Regions from separate parts of the Mus musculus genome. Here all the other regions are linked to region 1. Evidence: chromatin contacts called from public Hi-C, HiChIP or PLAC-seq and promoter capture Hi-C data. All regions are on one chromosome and are shown on one strand. The core of a region is the stretch at or near the end of the contact, and the rest is flanking DNA. Distances in the headings are between cores, read along the strand shown. Region 1 holds the start of Kif3b (kinesin family member 3B). Region 2 holds the start of Mapre1 (microtubule-associated protein, RP/EB family, member 1). Region 3 holds the start of Dnmt3b (DNA methyltransferase 3B). Region 4 has its middle 25 kb from the start of Commd7. Region 5 holds the start of Pdrg1 (p53 and DNA damage regulated 1).

Region 1 (2,925 bases), core at 182-2,681:
CAGGCACAGGTTCCTCATCTACAAGAGCGGGTGACATCACCAGCTGCCTGACACTGTCTGTGAAGACTAAATGAGATAATACGCCTCAAAAAACTTCTTAAGCATCAAGTTGCTCTAAGCACTTCTCAGAAGAGATAAATACCCCTATTCTTGTTATGAATATACCGGGTGACAGGCATGGCACAAGTACAGAACCTTTTAAGAGGTCAGTAACTTCCCCCCTCTGAGCAGACTACAAAGTAAAACTGTGGGTGGGGAATGGCCAGGGTGTCTAGAATACCCATATGCACTAGCAAGCTACACACCTAAGTCCTTCTGGTTCCAAGTCATCTTCCCCTTCTTGGAAGGCTCCATCCCATTAGTGATAAGTAGTACTTAACCACGTGTTTTGTGGAGGGGGAGGGGCTCAACAGGACCCACCCCTACACGAGGATTTATGGGCAGTTAACGGTTGCTAGGGGGAGGGGCTCACAACACAGCCACCCATTCCTGAGGTGTTGTGTCCCCACCACCACCACACCCCCAAACCTAACACCTCACATGAGTTATTGGTGATTGAGGGAGTAGCAGGCATTTTCTTCTGTAGTGTAGCCACGGGCAAAACGCCCATGCTCCTCAAAAGAACCTAATTTTTGTAAACTGCGCTAGGGCATGGAATTAGAAGGGACTAAAAAGTGAAGGGAAAGGGTCAGTGGGAGGGGAGCACGAATAAAATAAATTATACACACGGATGAAACGTCATCATGAAACCCGTTATATGCAATTAACATGTTTTGTTTTGTTTTTTTAAGCATCATGTCCCAAGCTACTCCAGACGCCCTGCTTCCCACGAAGGGCAATCCCATGATCTGATTTACAGATGAGAAGACTCAACGCCACGCTATGCAGCCTCAAACTCAAGCACTCAGACTTCAAACAGTTCTCTTGGTCTCCACATAGAGTATCCTGGCCGTTCACCCTCTTCCCACTTGGAGCCCTTTCATATACAAGTCTCCTCGGCAAGTGTCAAGACCCCAATGGGCAGACAGGTCTGCTGCTGCCAGAGAAGGCAAGGGGTTTGTCCAAGGTCACACAGCGAGCCAGGCACCGCCCTGAGGCTCGGACCTCAGGTTCTTGCTTCCTGAGCTGCCTTTCCAGCCAGGGCCTGGGACTGTGGCCCCGGACCGGCCGTGAGGAGCGAGCACGGGCGGCCGAGACTGGGGGGTCGTACCGGCCGCGCCCGAGAAAAAGCCGGGTGGTCAGAGATACCACAGAGGCCGGACAAAGGATGCTGCGGCTCGCAGAGCAACGACATCGGGATAATGCTGGGCGCCCCGCGGTGACCCCAGCATCTCGAACTCACCTGCGGCCGCAGCCGAGAGCGGGCGGCGGCGGCGAACCCGGGGCTCAGCCATTCCCAGCTGCCCCGGATGGGGAGAGACCGCGGCGCTCACTTCCTTAGCAACCCGGCTCGGCGACCCACTTCCTTAGCAACCGCGTCAATTTCAATAACTTTATTGGGCCTCCGAAGCGAGGAGCTCGCCGAGGGGCGGAACCCGGAGTGCAGCGGCGTTTTCCAGGTTCCCAGCGCGCGGACACTCTGACCCTCCTAGGCACCCGGACTCGGTCCTCTGGTCTCGGGTGCCTCAGTTTCTCCGTTTGTGAAACAGAGCCCAGTATCTTGGTCACACTACGCGCTTTCATCCTCCCCTTCTGAAAGCTCTTTCAGGTCAGTTCTCTGATCTGGGTCTCAGATTAGTATTGAGTGGCTCCCAATTAAGGCCACCCAGGGATGAAGGAAAATCTGTCCTGCCTGTCACTTTCATTTGGCCATCGAGTCCCACAGTCTGCCTTTCATATATTCCTGCTTTTCTCCACTTTTTTAAAGAACAGCACCACAAGCAAGGCCAGGCCACCTGTCATCTTTAGACTCGACTGCAATTCTTGTTCTCTGTTAATAGAGTATAAGGCCTGACCATCCATTCCCGGCGAGGTGACCTGAATAATAATTTAAAACCTGAAGCACATCCCTGCAAGGCATCCTTGGAGTCCCACTATTCTTACCATCAACTCAAAAAACTTTGGTTGAGCTTGATGGCTCATGACTATAGTTCTAGCACTCGGGAAATGGAGGCAGGAGGATGAACAGCTCAAGACCATGCTTGGGTACAGAGCAAGTTCCGAACTACACAGCGAGACTCTGTCCCTCAGTATCAAAAATAAATACACATAATTGTAGGGAAAAGATGCTACCCTCTGATGGCTCAGTGGGTAAACGCGTTTGACGGCTTGAGGTAGATTCCAGGGACCCACCCGGCAGGAGAGAAACAACTTAGGTTGTCCTCTGACTTCAGCACATGCAAACCAGCTGGGCTGGGAGTGCATGGTTGGCATCTCGACTAGATAGTCTGAACAATAATTTGAAAACCGGAATCACATCAAGTCATCCTCCCTGCATAGCATCTTTGGAGTCCGGCTACCCTTCCATCAAAGCAAAAAGCACTCTGGAAGGAGGAGTGGGCAGATCTCTGAGTTGGAGGCCAATGTGGTCTACAGAGCAAGTCTAGGAGAGCTGGAGCTACACACAAAGAAAAAAAAAAGATACCTACCAAACTGACGCAAAGTAAAGTTTACCTGTATTGGTTACAAACACATTATGTGTTGTTTACAAGAACATAATGCAATATATGTGTTTATGTTTCATCTCTTCTGTATCTCTTGGTAGTTTCTAGGGCTAATAATTGCCAAAATTTTCTCTCATTTTCATTAGTTCTTTTAGTTGCTCTTTGTACCCTCTCCCATTCTGGGCTGTTGTGTTTTGTTTTGTTTTAAGATTTATTTATTTATTGCATATAAACACACTATAGCTGTCTTCAGACACACCAGAAGAAGGCATCTGATCCAATTACAGATGTTTGTGAGTCACCATGTGGTTGCTGGGAATTG
Region 2 (2,925 bases), core at 159-2,658, 450 kb before region 1:
GGCAAGAGGGAGGTGGCACTAAAAAGAGCTATGTGACCCTGTATGAAACATGTCTCCTTTCCTCAGAAATGGCTTACCTGTAAAATGAATAAGACCCTACCTTCCTCACAGAGCTGTGGTAAGTATCAGAAAAGCACACCGCCTCCCAAGCTTCTATGTCCTGGCACTTTGACACCACAAAAGTATGAAACAGTTTCTAGATGGAGAAGGAGGAGTAGCACACAGGATATGACTCTGGAGTTGAGTTACTTGCTGGACAACGTAAGGCAAGTCCTTTCCCTACCCAAAGTCTCAGACTCGCCTCTGTAAAAGAATGATGAGCAGCTCAGCACAGTGGGGGAACTGCAGTCACCTCTCAGCCCCACAGAGAAAATAAAATGAGCAAAACACAACAGAGGGGAAAGAAAGAGAATAAAGATAGCATCTTTTCAAGGCAATGTGACTATTAAATGACACAATGCTACATCAAGCTCTTAACACAATGCCTTATACACAAGTGCCCATTAAAGAGCTATCTTGATTAATGCTAGTCAAGACATCCCATCACCGGCAGACATCAGGCCTAGCTGAACTTCCCTCAATGGGCCACCGGATCCTCATCGCCAAGATGCAGAGGTCAGGCTATACCCTGCAGTACTGGTATCGCCCTTTTACAGTAATTACAGAAATTATCTTGGCCATGTATTCATTTTCTTGCTTCCTGGCTCTCTACCCACAAAGCAGACTCCTAGAAAGCATGTCTTTGCCTGTCTACTCCCTGATGAGACCGGGGCCTAGCATTTACTAGGCACTCAACCACCACCCGCGGACCGCCTGACTTCTGCCAGGCACCGAGCTGAAACCTTTCTGTGCTTAATTCTACTGTCTCCATTTTACGGAGGAGGAAACTGAGGCACGGGGAGGCTGAAGCGCCTGCCTAAGGTCGCACTCTGCGGCCAACTCCGCGGACCAACTCCCACCCATTATGCAACGACGCCTCCTACACCCAGGGTCCCCACCGCGCCCCTCGCGCGCGCGCGCGCGCGCCCGTGGGCACACACCCTCCAGGCCCAGCCGCAAAGTCAGGACTTCGCCGGTCACCACTAGGCAGCCCCCACTTCCGGCCCACGCCCCGCCCCCGGGACAACGGAGCGCGCGCCCCCGGCCCAGGCCGCGCACCGGATCGCGGCCCCGCCCTTCCCCCCCACTGCCCGCGCGGCTCCGCACTGCTCACGAGGAGCCGCCTCCCGTGAATTCCCGACTGCTGCCGCCGCCCGGGCCCGCCAGCCGCCTCACCGGCTTTCTCAGGACCCGCGTCCGCCGTCCGCGCGCCCGGCTCCGGTTCCGTCTTCGTCTCGTTCAAACCGTCGGACCCCGCCCGCCCGCGCGCGATGACCTCACACGCACCCCGCCGTGACGCGCCGACGCAGGGGCTCGTCATCTCCCGCCCGGCCTTTTATAGAGACGGACTGGCCTGCGAGCCGGAGGCGGGGCCGAATGCTTGATCGACAGCTGGCATGCCCGGGGGCGGGGAGCAAGCCTGTTGGGCACGTGGTCAGTTGCGACCAATGACGTGTGAGTCCTCTGAGGAGGCGGAGTCCAGTTGCACATTCTGGTTTGCTGTAGCCCAGAAGAAAATTCGTTTGACCAAGATGGATTAATGAATAGGCTCGGGAGGAAGGTTAGCTCGCCTAGCATACATGAATCCCTGGTTTCAGTCCCCAACACCACAGATGGCAGCTGTGGTGGAACACACCTATCTTGCCAGCAAATCGTTTTGTCATCATCCCAGACCCTCTCTCTGGGAGTTCAGCCTGAGGTACACGAGACCCTGTCTCAGAAAGAAAAAACTGGGAGTGCTAGGCCACTCGTGTACACTTGGACAGGAAAGAGAATCACTGTAAATTCAAGGCCAGCCTGGTCTACAGTAGCAAGCTAGCCAGAGCTACACAGCGAGATCTGGTCTCAACAAAGAAAAAATGGCCATCGAAATGCTTTAGCAGGTGCATGCCCCCAAACCTGACAACATGAGTTCAAACCCCAGGACCCACTGATAGAAGGTGAGACGCGAGTCCTGCAAGTTGTCCTCTGACTAACACACATGGGCAGTGCCACTCGCATGCCTACACACACGCAAATATGCCCACAAATAACTGTGGTGGTATGAACGTTTAATCCCAGGACTCAGTAGGTAGAGACAAGAGAATCTCTGAGATCAAGGCCAGCCAGAGAGCTACACAGTTATTGTTTGCCTTTAAATTTAAAAAAAAAAAAAAAGATTTGGCGCCTGTTTTAGTTAGTGTTACAATTCCTGTAATGAAACATGACCAAAGCAACTTGGAGAGGAGAGTGCTTATTTAGCTTACTCTTCCATATTATCTCTGTTCATCACTGAAGGAAAACAGGGCAGGAACCTAGAGCCAGGAGTGGATGCAGAAGCCATGGAGGGATGTCGGTTACTAGCTTACTCCTCATGGCTTGCTCAGCCTGCTTTCTTATACAACCTGTCTTAGTCAGGGTTTCTATTCCTGCACAAACATCATGACCAAGAAGCACTTGGGGAGGAAAGGATTTATTCAGCTTACTCTCCCACATTGCTGTTCATCACCAAAGGAAGTCAAGACTGGAACTCAAACAGGTCAGGAAGCAGGAGCTGATGCAGAGGACATGGAAGGATGTTCTTTACTGGCTTAGTTCCCCTGGCTTGCTCAGCCTGCTCTCTTATAGAACCCAAGAATACCAGCCCAGAGATGGTCCCACCCACAAGGGGCCCTCCCCACTTGATCACTAATTGAGAAAATGACTTGCGGCTGGATCTCCTGGAGGCCTTTCCCCAACTGATGCTCCTTTCTCTATGATAACTCCAGCTGTGTCAAGTTGACACAAAACTAGCCAGTACACAACCCTAGACCACACCAGCACAGAGGTGTCCTAACCCACAGTGGG
Region 3 (2,925 bases), core at 307-2,806, 360 kb before region 1:
AATGAGGCCAACCACACAATAAAGATGGTGCTTGGTGTATTACCAACCTTACGGAAGTTTACCTTGAAGCTGGGAGGTGTAATGCAGTGGTGGTGGGTAGCTTACCTGAAAGAAGGCCCTGGATTTGGTCCCAAGGCACTATGGATGGGGGAGGGGAGATCCCGCGTCTGGAAAGGTATATACCTGAGGTTTCCAAGGTCTGGCACAAGCCTCAGCGGGCCTGGTGGACAGAGGAAGGTCGGTGAGTGTCACCAGCCCAAAGCCCACAACATCCACAAGTCCGGAAGCACTCTACTGAGGCCTTAATTCATTTTAATTCATATGCTTCCGAGTGCAAAGCAGAAATCACAGGGAATCACAGGCAGAGGCATGGAGATCACAGGACTGCCGCTGCCACAGGTGAGACTGGAGCAAGAAACTCTTCCCCTCCGTGCAGTCCAACCTTGGGAACGCAGTAAGTAGGTCTCCGCTTTGATTGCAACCTCTAGCCTGGACGGATTCCACAGGTATCCCTAAGCAATCCCTGAAGCACGGACGATTAACCGCTAGGAAGTGGAGGCAGAGGGTCATTTTATAATTAAGGACTCAGTGTATGGACTAGGTAGTGGGGCCACCTCACCCCGGAAGAAGGCTAAGAATGGAAAGTGAGCCCCTAGGGCAGCCGGCAAGGTGAGGAACCGCCCCCCGCTGGCTCCTCCCCGGCCAGGTGTGCTCAGCCAGCCCCTCCCAGCAGCCGGCAACGCTGCAGCACAAGAGGCTCCGCTCCGGAGGACCCCGGGGACAACGCCCATCTAGCATCCCCACTTGCCGGTACCCAGAGCGCCATCCCAACCTGGGAGTGCGAGGTTCCAAGTCAGAACGGATCCACAACCACTACTACATTGACAAAACAACTTCTGCCTCTACATCCCAGCCTTTCCTCCCCGAGGAGGCTCTGGGTAAGAACTGGGCTAGGTAAGGACTTTGGGTCCCGGGGACAGCCACCGCTCGGGCCCCACTCCGCTCCCAAGTGTTCTCAACTCTACACTCCAGAAAAGTTGCTGCAGGTCTCCTTCCCTCAACTCTTCAGAGTGGCGGAGTGCAGCGGGGACTTCGCTTCCTCTGTCCCCGTGCCCAGTCCCGTGTCCCCGTCCCGCTAAGCGCCACGCGCCCCGTTCTCCCCAACCCCGGCAAACATCCAGGCGCCACCAGGGGACCTGTCGTCCCGGAACCCACACAGCCCCAACCACCAGGTCCCAGCCCACGAGGGGCGCGTGGCGCTCACCTGTCGTGAGGCTGGCTGTAGCGCGGCGCCGCGATCGCGCCGCGGGTCCTGGCCGGCGGGCGGCGCGGAGTGTCGGGTTCGCGAATCTCCGGCGCCGATCGCTGCGCTACGTTTACTTGGGCCGCTTAACCCCGGCGCTGCCGGACTGGAGCGCCCGTGCGCTCGCCCGCGCGCCAGTGGGCCACCCGGGCTAGTCCGCGGCGCTCAGGCGAGAGCGTCCACGCGGGCTGCGGCTGCGAGACGAGGGGCGGCGACGAGGACGCTACGGGCCGGGCGCGCACGGGAGTGGGTGGGGAGGGGGCGGCGCCGCTGCCCTTGTAGCCCGGGCCCGGCCCTGGCCCCGCCCCCGCCCGGGGGGCGCCCCCGCCGCAGCCACTCACCGGCCGGCCGGGCCTAGGGGACGGGCGAGGGAGATTTGAAATCCCTCCCGAGCTTCCTCGCCCTGCCTCCTCGGGAGCCTCCCCTGGGCCCCCTATGCCTTGCGGGTCACCCTCCTAGATGACCAGAGCCCACGGATAGCTCCCAGCCCTCTCCACCTGAGACACCCCCTTTCCTGTCCCCCAATCCAGATCAGATGCACACACGCACATACAAGCACATTCACAGGTCTGGATGAGCGGCCCAGAGAGGGAAGAGCTCCTGCTGGAGTCACACAGCAACCCTGCATTGGCTTTTCGACCATCCCTCCGCTGCAAAGCTGTCCAGGGCGCTGTAGTGGCCCTATGGGTCACCCGCTGGGGACCCCCGTTCTGCTTCCTGCTTTCACCTAGCTTGGCCTTTGTCAGCCATCTTGAGGGGAGAGGAGGCCTTGGAGGAAGAAAAAGCATACATGTTCCCCCAACTACCTGGGTTCCTCGTGCCAGCTGGGGAGGAGCCCTACCCTGCAGCTTAGGGCTGCCTCGGCCAAAAGGCCCACGCTGAACCACTGGAGAAACACAAATACTTATGATAGGCACCTGGCGTTCATGTTTATTTGTTTTCCTGCTTGTCTGTCTCCATACATTAGATGGTGATCACTAAAGTAGACACTAAATAAATATATGTTAAAGGGATAAACAAATCGAATGATTGCAAAGGCTCGGCTCGATACAAGGCCTAGCACGTGCAGGCTCAGCTTTCACGGATCTTTTATTTTGTTGGCTCCCTGACTTCACTCCAACCTCTTCTGCTTTGCTGCTCCTCCTACACACCAAGCATTGTCCTTCTAAGGAAAGCTTTGGCCTCTTTCCTCCTTTCAGACTTTGTTTCCCCAGATCTGTCACAAGAAGAGGCTTTCTTATCACCAAACAGAACAGTCTTCAAATCCTATAACACTGAAACCCATCTGAGATTGTTTTGTATAGTCTTGTCTGCATCTCCTAGCGGGGCAGAGGTGGCTTCCATCTTCCATCTAGATGGAAACTGGAAGCCACATCTCTCTAGGAGCACAGGTCCACAGGGAGGCTAGCATCAAAAGGAATTAACTCAATACAAGTTGGTTGAATGAATGAATGAATGAATCTCCACAGGTCTCTTGCCTCTGGGGTTCTAACTCCTGTTAAACACAGCTTTCCTCCTGCCCTTCTTCCTGGTTAGTGAGTAAATGGGCAAATGGCGACTATTTGGGGAACTTCAAGTCTTAACACTTCCTGGGCCCTTTTCTACTTAAAAAAGAGTAGACT
Region 4 (2,925 bases), core at 161-2,660, 320 kb before region 1:
CTTGGAATTTTGTGCCAAGTCTCTGGAAAGAGGCCTGTCCTGCCAGCCAAGGGACAGAAAAACAAGATGAAAGGTTCCAGGAGTGGCAGTAGTGGTGCATGCCTGTAATCCTGACCCTTGGGATGTGTAGAGAAGACGACTGGGGATTCAAGGCCAGCTTTGCAAATCTGAGGCCAGGTTGGGCAACATGAAATCCTGTCTGGATAGATAGATAGATAGATAGATAGATAGATAGATAGATAGATAGATAGATAGATAGATAGATAGATAGATAGATAGACCTAAAAAAAAATACACAGGCCTGGAAGCTGGCCCCAGTCTTTCCTTGGGGACTACCTTTGAATCAGTGTGCCAACTCCTCTCTCCGGCCCTACTCATGCTGACCAGGAGCCAGGCAGGGGTGACTACTTCCATGAGTGTAGACCTTGGCTGGAGGAGTGAGTCCGCAGAAGCACGTGCGTCTGTTGGGACTCAGTCCGCTGCCCTTCTGGATAGCCAGCACGGCTGGGGGTGGCAACTGATGTCACTGCACTTTTCCCTGTTCAGCCTCCTTTGCGTTGTGACAGATACTGACCTCCCCATGGAGGTCACCATCTCTTTGTTTCGCCCACAGTGCTCTGGTGGGGACTTCTGTCCCTGTACTTAATTCTTCAACACGCCTGCTTCCCTAACTAGGCATTCCATTTCCTAGGGTTTGGGTCTATTGAGCCCCATAGCTGACACCCGTTTCTTGTGAAAAGATCTTTCCTGAGGAGGGAGAGGGGGAAGTGAGGTCCCTCTCCCTACCCTTTACTGGGCACTTTTTTGTTTTTATTAGGTATTTTCCTCATTTACATTTCCAATGCTATCCCAAAGTCCCCCATACCCTCCCACCGACCCACCCCCTGGGCACTTATTTTTATGGTATTAGTTACTGAACCCAAGGTTGCTCGCTGCTCCCTCCCCACCCCACCCCCCTTTTTGGAGACAGGGTTTCTCTGTGTAGCCCTGGCTATCCTGGAACTCACTCTGTAGACCAGGCTGGCCTTGAACTCAGAGATCCACCTGCCTCTGCCTCCCAAGTGCTGGGATTAAAGGCGTGCGCCACCACTGCCCGGCTACTGCTCCCCTTTTGCCTCCGGTTCATCCTTGGCAGAGTCTGGGGCTGTGGTCACTTCAAAAGCCCTGGACACCAGAAGAGGCAGGGATGTCACCAGGGAACGGGGAAGAGCCATGGCTTCAGCCCATATACTTCCTCTTCTTCTCACACCTGCCATTTCCTGACTGTGTGGTTTCTGCCCTCTGTGAGAGCTGATAAACCAAGCCTGGAGGCCCAGCGCTGTTCCCCAACGCCTCCCCTAGCTGGGCTTGGTCCCTTACCCTGGGCGGTGCTTGGCATGTGGTTGCTGGATACAGGCGTATGGCACTGTCAGGTAGACTGGCAAGCTGGCATGTAACAGCGTCTGGGTTTGCCAAGGACATTTGACACACTGCCCTACAAGCTTGCGTCTTGGAAGGCTGAGCTGAGCTGGCTCTTTAGCTAGATTGCTACAGAATGGCCTTTGCTATGGTGCGGAGGTTATGAGGGCCTGGGCTCATGGCTCTTTGGAAGCACGCAGTACTCTCAATACTGCCTGGGCCGGTGTTTACAGAAGGCGGCTCTCAGCACGGAGCAGTGAGGACCAGAAGCAACAGTGTGTTTGAAGGAGCTACAGGGGCCGCTGATTTCATCAGTATTTGGAGGTTTGGGGCACTGTGCCCTGCTTGAGAGACACTAGGAGCCAGTTTATCTGACTCCCTATTAGAGTACTAGTTAGTGACCCCTGGTGCTCACTGCCCAGTGTCAGAGCCCAGGCCCAGTGGGTGCAGTGAACTTACAGGCCATGTGAATAAAGAAAGACCATTGAAACAAAGGGCTGGGTGCCTAGCCCGAGTGGCAGTTAGGACAGCAGGCTCTAACTATTGCAGGGTCATATCATAGCCTGCTTCTGTGCCTCGGTTTCTCTGTTAGATAGTACTGGGAGGTCCAGCCCTGCTGCTTCTGGCTGTGTGGTGTCCAGTGCTGTGACTTCAGTACTTCAGCTCTGCTCTGACCTGTGCGCCCCCTGCCTCCCTCTGGGCAAACTCCTCCTCACTATCAAGGCTCAGCTCCACTGTCCTTTTCTCTAAAAGGACTTCCCTGGCCGCTTGTCTGTCTCATCTCAGGCCCCGCCATGTCCTAGGGCTTTATCCCCTTTTATCATCTTCCCCCAGCACAGAGCTTGGCGTTTGTTTTTTAGAGTCAGGCTCTCATGTAACTCAGGCTGGCTTCCGAACAATAGCCAAGTATGACCTTGAACTTCCGGTCCTCCAACACTGAGACTTCCGGTCCTCCAACACTGAGACTTCAGGTCTTCCAACACTGAGACTATAGGCATATGCCACTGTCCTTCTAGCTTTATTTATTTTTTTGTTATTGTTTTTGTTTGTTTTCTTGTTGTCTTTTGAGACAAGGTTTCCCTGTGTGGCCCTGGCTGTTCACGAACTCACTATGTAGACCAGGCTGGCCTTGAACTCAGAGGTCCACTGGTCTCTGCCTTACAACTGCTACGAGTAAAGGGGCCGCCACCACCTCCTGCTTAAATTTGCTTTCTGAGTCCGAGTCTCACTCTGTAGCTCAGCATACTCTGAAATTCATTCTGCAGCCCAGGCTGACCCCAAAGTCACAGCAACCCTCTTGCTTAGCCTCCCTGGTATTGGGATGAGTCACCATGCCTGACTTGAATAAATATTTATTGAATGAGTGAATGAATAGATGTCCCGAGGGTCTCATCTGTCCCTTAGCTGTGATTCAGTGTCCTACCCACTGTGGGCATAACTCATTCCTACATCAGTAAGACAGGGTCTTGCTATGTAACCTTGGTTGGCCTGCATCTTGTTCCTTGCTAAGTAGACCAGGCTGGCCTC
Region 5 (2,925 bases), core at 301-2,800, 280 kb after region 1:
TTCCTCCATCCCCACACCACGCAGCTGCAGAGAAAACTGTCTGTCTCTAGTAATTGAAGGTAGCCCAAAGCCAGACAAGAAAGAGGTGTTTCCAGGCTTCGTGAGGCACAGTTTGTCAATGTCCATAGATAGTTGTGAAAAAGAGACCAGCACCCTCCACCCCGGGGAATTTGTGACTGATTAGCCCTTCTCTCAGCCTCAGCCTGCAGCTATAAAACTAAACAGGCATAATCCTGTGAGAAAAAAAAAGTGTCCGTGAAATTCAAGTGAGGCAAAGAATATGAATGGGCTAAGTTTCCCAGAGTCCAAAAAAGGAGACTAAAAAGTGAACCTCAGAGTTAGGCCTTAGGGGAGGTGGCTCCGTGAATGAAGAGTGTTCACTTTGCAAGAATAAGGATCTGAGTTTGAATCTCAAGCGCCTACAGAAAAACCCAGACATGGCTGTGTGAGCAGCAACAAACAGCGACAGGCAGATCCAGAGAGCTCAATGTCTAGCAAGCCTAGCCCAAAAGTGAGCTTCTGTTTCAAGGAGAGGCTCTATTTCAAGACAATAAGGTGAGAATATCAGGGAGAGACAGACACCTGACACCCTAATCTGTCTGGCCTCTGCTTGTGTCTGCAGGAGCACAGAGCACCCTTACACGCATGCAACACACACACACACACACACACACACACACACACACACCACACAAGAAAATAGATGAGATATAGCTCAGTGGTAGAGCGTGGTGTTTGAGAGGCACTGGGGTAATTCCAGTTTCGCACACGGAAAAACAAAAGAGGATTGGTGAGGCAGAAACTCCCAGGCCCAGCGTCTGAGCCTCCAGCTTTGCAACATTGGGGGACCCCTCCGGTTCTGTCAGGCAGTCACCACACACACACACACACACACACACACACACACACACACGCCTCCTCTGGGAAGTCCTGGATCCTAATTCACTCTTACGCTCTTACTGACACTCCACTGCTCCCCTGGACAGTTTCCAGCTCCTTCTGTGAATCTCGGCTTGCTACTGTGGACATTAGATTCAACAAATGCTGCAGCCAGATGCAATTTAAAATAATTACTGCTTCCTTTCCATCTTCCGGGGAGAAAGAGAGAGAGTGAGGGGAATTTCTATCACCCATTATTTACAAACTGGAAGCTGAAAACGTCGTGGATTAAAATATGAGTCTGTCTGCCACACTCAGTTTCTGGGCGTCGTTAAACCGGGACTTTATGATCTCTGTGTCTCCAAATCCCTTATCACTACCTTCCATAATGTGTAATTATTTTGCCTTCAGTGTTCGTTGTTTTCCAATGGGACGACGTTCCTAGAGTCGGGATGTTTTATTTGCAGCCGCGTTCCTGACACCCAATCTGGTATGTAGTGGATGCCCAGGAACCCTTTGAAGGGAGGGAAATGGACAGTGCGTTGTGTTGCTCCTTCAGAGCCTGTAGGGGGCGCACCTGCCCCGCTCCCAAAGCCTACCCCGCCCCTCTGGAGCCCCGCTGCGGCGCTTGCTCTTTTCACTGCGCAGGCGTGCCGGAAGTCCCAGAACAGCGCGTGCGCGGAAGGAGCCAAGGTGAAGTTGTAGCAGTGTGTCAGAAGAGGTGCGTGGCACCATGCTGTCCCCCGAGGCGGAGCGGGTGCTGCGGTACCTGGTCGAAGTAGAGGAGTTGGCCGAGGCCGTGCTGTCGGACAAGCGGCAGGTGAGAGACGTGGCGGCTGCGAGCGCGTAAGTGCGCGGGGTGGCAGGGAGCTCACCCGGTCTTCCGGCGTCACTGGTCCCAGCGGCCTGGCGCGGAGCGAGCACTGGTTCTGTGCTGGATAGTCGCCTTCCTTTCACCCTGCCCGGTCATTGCTGGTCTCCTGGATTCTCACTGTCTGCGGGAGGCTCCCCTGACACCACTTTCCAAACGCAGTCCCTGGCCCATCGTGAATCAGGTTACTGAGACATGGGCGGCATGTGTCTGGGCAATGCGCTGGGGTGTGTGGGTGTGATGTGTGGGTGTGTGGGTGTCGGGCGCGGGGGTGAGGGGTTGAGGGCCTCGTAGATCCGAAAGGGGTGCTTGGTTCTGTTTCTGTGGTAAGTGGTTAGTCCCTAAAGGGAGTTCGTGCTGGGGATCGGTTGCTTTAGACTCTAAACTTTAGAGGGCTTACTGTGTTGTCTAGGTTAGCCTTGAACAATCCGTGGTCTATCCTTGTCAGTCTCCTGAGTTCTGGGATTATAGGCGTGCATTTGGATGTTAAATGCCTCTCTCTGGCTGCTTCCTAGAGAGCGGGGAACCATTCAGGTGATCCCGATGGTCTAGAGTTAGACCAGATGGTAGTGATGGGGCGAGACATATACTTGATATATTTGATGGTCTTCAAACGCTGTCATAATGGCCATAATGGTTCTTTGTGGTCTATATTTGAGAAGGCTTGGTGGTTCACTAGCTGCGGCCCCAGATGTCACCTCTTGAGTAGTTAGCTGTCATAGTGGTACCATGCCACAGCTGTTCCAGTCCAGTATGGTTGAGTGTCTGGTGAGACTGTCAGAGTTACCTAACAAGAGTGTGTCAGTAGTCACTGTCTAGAGAAGACACTCAGCTCACTCCCTGGTGACTCTGGTACACTCTCAAGGTTGACTGGATGACACAAAATGATTCAATCTGCAGGCATTTTCCTAGCACCTTCTCTGGAGGAAGGAGGTTTGTGTCGAAGCAGAGGAGCTGGAAGCTGAGTGGGTAAAGAAGCACCTTCCCACCTGAGTCCTCCATGTTAGGCAAGACCTTGGAACTTAGCCAGAAATGATACCTTGTCTCTTCAGATTGGGGCTGGAGGCAGCTGAGTCCCCATCTGCTCCTGTTTTCAGATTGTAGACCTGGACACCAAGAGGAATCAGAACCGAGAGGGCCTGAGGGCCCTACAGAAGGACCTGAGTGTCTCTGGT

Evidence for each region. Promoter capture Hi-C pulls out the DNA fragments that hold promoters and counts their contacts. A called contact is a pair of places that touch in the nucleus more often than the background predicts. HiChIP or PLAC-seq counts read pairs in DNA pulled down with a chosen protein or histone mark.
Region 2: a contact with region 1 is called in a Hi-C map of regulatory T cells, with 3 times the contacts expected there. The contact joins the promoter of Mapre1 here to the promoter of Kif3b in region 1.
Region 3: a contact with region 1 is called in a FOXA1 HiChIP or PLAC-seq map of pancreatic cancer cells. The contact joins the promoter of Dnmt3b here to the promoter of Kif3b in region 1. A contact is called at or near these places in 5 of 39 promoter capture datasets (the C10 cell line, embryonic stem cells, hippocampal neurons and 2 more), 1 of 15 datasets of contacts at CTCF or cohesin (the NIH/3T3 cell line) and 2 of 115 datasets of contacts at active chromatin or transcription factors (memory CD8 T cells and pancreatic cancer cells).
Region 4: a promoter capture Hi-C map of the HPC-7 cell line shows a contact between it and region 1. The contact joins the enhancer-like site here to the promoter of Kif3b in region 1. A contact is called at or near these places in 3 of 39 promoter capture datasets (the HPC-7 cell line, hippocampal neurons and neural stem cells), 2 of 484 Hi-C or Micro-C datasets (the G1E-ER4 cell line and the HPC-7 cell line) and 3 of 115 datasets of contacts at active chromatin or transcription factors (astrocytes, fetal liver and pancreatic cancer cells).
Region 5: a promoter capture Hi-C map of embryonic stem cells shows a contact between it and region 1. The contact joins the promoter of Pdrg1 here to the promoter of Kif3b in region 1. A contact is called at or near these places in 3 of 39 promoter capture datasets (embryonic stem cells, liver and pre-B cells).

What each region holds. Positions count from the first base shown.
Region 1 is chr2:153,289,922-153,292,846 of GRCm38.p6, reverse strand. Kif3b (kinesin family member 3B) reads right to left here and starts at 1,431. Exons shown (of 9, transcript NM_008444.4): 1 at 1,343-1,431. Gm39961 (a long non-coding RNA gene) reads left to right here and starts at 1,421. Exons shown (of 3, transcript XR_866869.2): 1 at 1,421-1,708.
Region 2 is chr2:153,739,770-153,742,694 of GRCm38.p6, reverse strand. Mapre1 (microtubule-associated protein, RP/EB family, member 1) reads right to left here and starts at 1,408. Exons shown (of 7, transcript NM_007896.3): 1 at 1,276-1,408.
Region 3 is chr2:153,648,080-153,651,004 of GRCm38.p6, reverse strand. It overlaps Dnmt3b (DNA methyltransferase 3B), which reads right to left and starts at 1,556. Exons shown (of 23, transcript NM_001271744.1): 1 at 1,265-1,556.
Region 4 is chr2:153,606,761-153,609,685 of GRCm38.p6, reverse strand. No RefSeq gene overlaps it. Among named protein-coding and RNA genes, the nearest start is that of Commd7, 25 kb to the left of the region's middle. Within about 2 kb of position 1,410, at least 150 of the 459 cell types and tissues checked have an H3K27ac peak or open chromatin away from gene starts, as enhancers often do. A contact at or near this core is called in the G1E-ER4 cell line, the HPC-7 cell line, fetal liver and 2 more, where this site is marked.
Region 5 is chr2:153,014,008-153,016,932 of GRCm38.p6, reverse strand. It overlaps Pdrg1 (p53 and DNA damage regulated 1), which reads left to right and starts at 1,550. Exons shown (of 5, transcript NM_178939.2): 1 at 1,550-1,699; 2 at 2,848-2,923. The coding sequence starts at 1,613.